Linked DNA regions of Ovis aries: region 1 is linked to region 2. Evidence: chromatin contacts called from public Hi-C data. All regions are on one chromosome and are shown on one strand. The core of a region is the stretch at or near the end of the contact, and the rest is flanking DNA. Distances in the headings are between cores, read along the strand shown.

Region 1 (2,700 bases), core at 46-2,545, 220 kb after region 2:
GTTACTCTCTCAGCTGTGTCTGACTCTTTGCAACCTCATGGGCTGTAGCCCACCAGGCTCCTCTTTCCATGGGATTCTTCTGGCAAGAGAACTAGAGTCGGTTGCCGTTCCCTTCACCAAGGGATCTTCCTGACCCAGGGATGGAACCCAGGTCTCCCACGTTGCAGGCAGATTCTTTACCGTCTGAGCCACCAGGGAGTGATAAGATCCCCATCCGCAGTCACATACCTAGCGTGTCTGACTCTGGTTTCAAATCAAGATCCCTTTGACAGAAAAGCCCACAGGTCTTCCACTTGGAGCAACTGCTTAATCTTATACTAGGATCTCTTTCTAAAGCCACCCTCTCCTTACCAAAGGCAAGCTTGTGTGCCCAACACACAATGAGGCCAAGCAAACTGAAATGTCAGAATTTGGTGCAAAAAAAGTCTATTGCAGTACCTCAAAACCTGGAACTCCGGGAAGAGTTTCAGCAAAGCATTTTTAAAGGCAAGGTGAGGGAAAGGGCAAGGTTGCTGGTTGCAAATGTCTTGATACAGTAATCTTTGTCCGCTGAAATCGGGTCACAGTGTTCCTATAAACTTCCAACAAGACAAATGTTACTCTCTCTTCTGAAACGTTTTCTCTCTCTATGCAAGAACAAGTGTTATCCTCAAAGGTCAGAGCCTTGAGAACGGGCTATCCTTTATATTTCAGGCTACAGGCAACACTGCTAAAGCAACAGAATACAAAGGTTAAAGCAAAAGAAACACATCTAATACGGACTCAGGTCTGTTCTTCCCTATTACACCCTGATTGGATTAGGAAAAAAAAGATTCTGAGACTTAATAACCCTGAACCTCATCTCTCCGCGATTCTGTGCTAGGCGCTAGGCTTTCTCCGAGAGAGCCTCTTCCCTGGCTGGTTTGGAGTGGGGATTCAGGCCTACGCACCGAGACCCCAAACCCTCTGAGCGCGGGGAAGAGGCTCTCCGCGGCCAGCCGCTGCTGCTCCTCCCGTGTCCTGGGCTCCAGCGCCCTCACCTGGCTGCTGACGCCGCCGCCGGCTGGCTCCGCGCGCTCGGGCTCCCCCGGGCTCCGCAGGCTCGGGTCTGCGTCTCCCAGAGCGGCCGCCAGAGCCCGCCCGGGTCCGGCCGGGGCCCGGGGCCCCCGCCCGACTTGGGCAAGGGGGAGGCGAGCTTCAGCGGGGGGCGGGTCGGTGGCGCGCGGGCGTCAGGGGCCCCGGGGAGGAGCCAGCCTGGCGCGGCCGGCTGAAGAGCAGGCAGCACTCTATAAAAGCCGCCGCTCTGGCGGGCGGCCGGGGAGCGCGGGCGAGCGCAGCGCGGTGCACCCCGGCTGAGCCTGGCGAGGGCCAGCGGCGCGCGGAGCCGGCGGAGCTGAGCGCGGTCCGGGGCTGAACCCCGCTTTCCCGGACGAACTACCACTCGGGCTTGCCCGAGTCCCGGGACATAACCGGGCCCGTCAGTGTGCCACCCGACCGCTCTGGCCGCGGCGCTTCTGGCCCGCGAGGCGTGAGAGTGTCTCGGCTACCGACCCAGAGGTAAGCGGGCCGGCTCGGCGCGCCGGGGCTGTGCGGACTGCCCAGCCTCAGAGGGGAGGGGAGATGGGGGGTTCGGCGCCTCCACCGGGGTTAGGGAAAGCGCACCGCGTCATGGGCTTGTTTGTCTGTCCAGTCTGTGCTGTGCTGTCTGTTCGTCTGTCTGTCCACGTGTCTGTTGATGGGCACACGTCCGCTGTGGGATTTCTCTGAGGTCGTGTGAGACTTTGCAAGGAGCAGGTGCCGGGGGGGCGCCAGTGTCCTCGGAGCGCATCCGGCGGGGAGCAGGTCCCCGTTTTCTGTAGAGTTCCCCGGTTCTGAGTGTCTCCGGGGAGATACTTGCTCCCCGAAGTGTCTCGTCGAGGAGTGACTGCTCCGAGGGTCAGATCGCGAAGTCCAGCTCACAGGGAGTCGGCTCACACCGAGCACTGGTGGGCGCGCACCTGGCGACAGGTCTGCGCCCTGCTGCTCGGCTTTGAGCACTGTCTTCCTTCTTGTTTCCCCTGCGCTTCCTGCTGCCTCGCCGCGCGCGCTCTCCCCGACGGCGAGAGGCAACCAGCATCGCTCTGGCACACGGCCGGTGGAGGTTAATTGAATGTTAGATGACAGGAGGACCCCTACTGATGTCTAGACTACGACGCCCAACCTGGCATCGCTGCAAGAGGGTTCAGCAGTCCCTGGAGAGGAATGTCAGCTCCGAGAAAGGTCAAATAAGGTTGGGAATAAAGACAGGGACCTGGCGGAGCCCAGGCCAGGGCCGTGGCCAGCTCTCCAGCTCGCCGCTCTGGGAATCAGGGCCAGAGACACTCTGGAGTGAAGCCGGCGGGACGCATGTGCTCCTGAGAAAGGAGCTCAGTGCGCCGAGGTCTTCCGCCGCAGACTCGCTGTCCGCGCTCTCAAGACCGCCGCGGTTCCCCAAGGGTCCAACACTACGGCCGTCCCAGGCGCGCCGCCAGGAGCCGGGTTTGAGGTCCTGAGTCCTGCTTCGTGCAGCCAAGGCTGCCCACAGGTGAGAAAACCCTTTTAAAACGGAACTTTTGATGTGTGAGCCAGTGCCTGGCTGCAGGCTGGGAGCGAGTCTGTCTCTCCATTCCGGCGGTCTGGAGCGTGATCCCGGGCGCGCCCGGGGGCGGGAGCCGGCGGCTCTGCGTGCCCAGGCGCGGCGCC
Region 2 (2,700 bases), core at 102-2,601:
TGGTGTCACCTTCTGCACCTGCACCCTGCCATCCAGTCTCAGCATCTTGGGGTTTCTGCATGTGATAGATTGTGTGTGTGCATACAGCTGGAAAGCCAGCTATGTGTCCCCTGAAACATACTCATGGTTTGGAAATAAGATTTTGGTTCCTGTCCCAGGTTTTCTACCTAAGTTGTCTGATCTCGGACAACTTATTTTATTTCTGTGATGCTGAGCATTATAAAAGCCCACCTCTTCAAGTTCCTGTGAGGGATTACATTGAGAAGTATCTTGGAAACTGTACTGCAACATAAAAGTCATAATAGAGGAGCTTCCCTGGCAGTCCAGTGGTTAAGATTCCCACTGCAGGGGGCATCCCTGGTCAGGGGACTAAAATCTCGGATGCCTCATTGAGGGGGCCACAAAAAAGTAGTAATAGATAATGCATAGAAATTTGTTATTTTATTGTATCTCCTCCCAGAGAGTATATTTAATCCAATCTGCAATGTTAAATGGAGTTTAAGAATTTCTTAATGTGAAGCATGAAGGAATAAACCCACGAGTACAACGTCACTACGTACCTGAGTTAACTGCATCAGGGTGTGGGCACCAAGCTCAGAGTGCCCTGGTAGCCAAGGCAAAAAGGGAAACCCTCCAGCTTATAGAGTTTTCGTGGTCTGATTTCTAAAAGCTAAAATGTTCTGATATAAAATGGGCTTTGAAGGGGTAGGTGCAACAAATTGGGAGAGTAGCATTGACATATATCCACTATCATGTGTGAAACAGCTAGTGAATGGGAGGTGCTGTATAGCACACGGAGCTCAGCTTGGTGCTCTGTGATGACCTAGATGGGCGGGATGGGGAGTGAGACGGAGGGAGGCTCAAGAGGAGATGGGATGTATGTTTATGTACAGCTGGTTCATGTTGCTGTACAGCAGAAACTAAAACAACATTGTAAAGCATGTACGCCAGTATTTTAAAAAGGGCATTGACTAATTGGTTTCTCACAGGGTGGTGGCAGAACGACCCAAGTGCAGGGTCCCATCTCAAGGGGGAGTGGACCAAGCTTCCCCTGAGGGTGACCGCCCTCCCTCCGTGCCTGTCTGTGGCCACGATGCTCCTGTTCTGGGCTCCCGCTGGCCCCCGCCAAGCCTGCACTGCTTGCTGCCTCCCCGCTCTGTCTGGCACCTTCCTTCCTCCCGCTGACTTCCTTCTCCAAATGTTTGCTCAGGTGGTGAAGCTGAAAGGCCAAGTGCTGTCGGTCATGTATCGGTTCCGCACCAAGAACCGCGAGTGGGTGTTGATCCGCACCAGCAGCTTCACCTTCCAGAACCCTTATTCCGATGAGATAGAGTACATCATCTGCACCAACACCAACGTCAAGTATGTACCCGCCCGCCCCTCCCCAGGTCCCAGCCGGCGCTAGTGTTCCGTGACGCTCTCCTCCCTGCAGGCTCTGGCTCTGCCGGCAGCTGCAGATCCCTGCAGGAGACGAAGGAGCAGGAGGAGGCAACACTGGCCCCTCTTCACTATCTCCTCCCAGGTCCCCCTTCTCAAGGCCCTCCTGATTGCGAGCCCTCAGTGCTGACTGATGACCCTGGTAGTACTCCCTCTCCATCACACGGTTGGTTGGTTCAAGATGCTCTGGTTTCCATGATCTCCTCCCCGAGTGCAGAGCCCAGCAGAGTGGAGCTGGGGGCTTCCTTGGGGCTCCCTGCTGTGCCAGCTGAAGCCGGGAGGTGGAGGAGTGAGGCTGAGCCTTTTGGCAGTTCTGGGACATGGGGGCCAGGCAGCACAGGGGTGAGCACCTTAGGGTCACAGGGCTTCTTGGCTGTCCAGTCACTGACGCAGTCCTCTGAGATCCCTGCTGGCTTTGCTGCTGTACCCTACATGTGTTAACACACAGACCTAGAGCTCCAGTCGTGGTCCCCGATTCCCTGCTGTGTGACCTTGACTGTGTCCCTTCATCTCTCAGGCTTCATTCCCCATTGGTGAAAGGGGTGATAACAACTCTCTCTCAGGTTTCCCGGAGGGTATGATGAGGTCGGGCTTCTAGATACAGGCAGGTCATGCCTCCTCTCTGGACTTATTCTTGAGGAAATATCAGCAGTCCAAAGAACCAACATGGACAAAGGCAAAATGATGTCCACAGGCACGGGAGCACGTGGAAGCCGTGCCCAGTTTTTGGGGTGGGGGGCGCGCAGTCTGCAGGGCATGAGACGAATATACATGGTGGGAACTGTGCCCATGCATCCCTGTGTCTCCGGTCAGCGGCACTGCTGTCCTCCACTTTCCCAGGTTCCGCACTAAGCTGTGGAGTCTGTCCCCACCCTGACCACCTCCCCGTCCTCATCTATGACCACTCTCCTCCCCAGACACCAGCACCTCCAGGCCGTCACTGTAAGTGACCTTCTGGCTTGCCCAGAGCTCTCCATTGCCATTGCAGGCTCCCTGAGTTTGGCGGTTCCCTTCTGGGTCCCCGGAAGCAGCCTCCTTTCTAACACCACCCAGAGTGTCTCGGCTTTGGCCCTGCTGCTGGACCACAAGGCACAGAGCTGGACAGATGGGTCCACACAAGACCCTCAGAGGACCGGTGACCTGGGCTTCAGTCCCAGCTCCCACCTGGGCAAGTCACCTGCTCTTTTGAAGCCTCAGTTGCTCATCTGTAAAATGGGGAGAATGACAGGCCCCACGCACCCACCCTTGGATCCTCAGTGTAGA

The links. A called contact is a pair of places that touch in the nucleus more often than the background predicts.
Region 1: a Hi-C map of tail adipose tissue shows a contact between it and region 2, with 7 times the contacts expected there. The contact joins the promoter of CEMIP here to the enhancer-like site in region 2. A contact is called at or near these places in 10 of 16 Hi-C or Micro-C datasets (blood, hypothalamus, liver and 6 more).

The regions. Positions count from the first base shown.
Region 1 is chr18:24,440,015-24,442,714 of ARS-UI_Ramb_v3.0, forward strand. It overlaps CEMIP (cell migration inducing hyaluronidase 1), which reads left to right and starts at 1,296. Exons shown (of 31, transcript XM_042235149.1): 1 at 1,296-1,536.
Region 2 is chr18:24,224,135-24,226,834 of ARS-UI_Ramb_v3.0, forward strand. It overlaps ARNT2 (aryl hydrocarbon receptor nuclear translocator 2), which reads left to right. Exons shown (of 19, transcript NM_001308560.1): 12 at 1,211-1,362. Among named protein-coding and RNA genes, the nearest start is that of ABHD17C, 120 kb to the right of the region's middle. Within about 2 kb of position 1,352, at least 3 of the 54 cell types and tissues checked have an H3K27ac peak or open chromatin away from gene starts, as enhancers often do.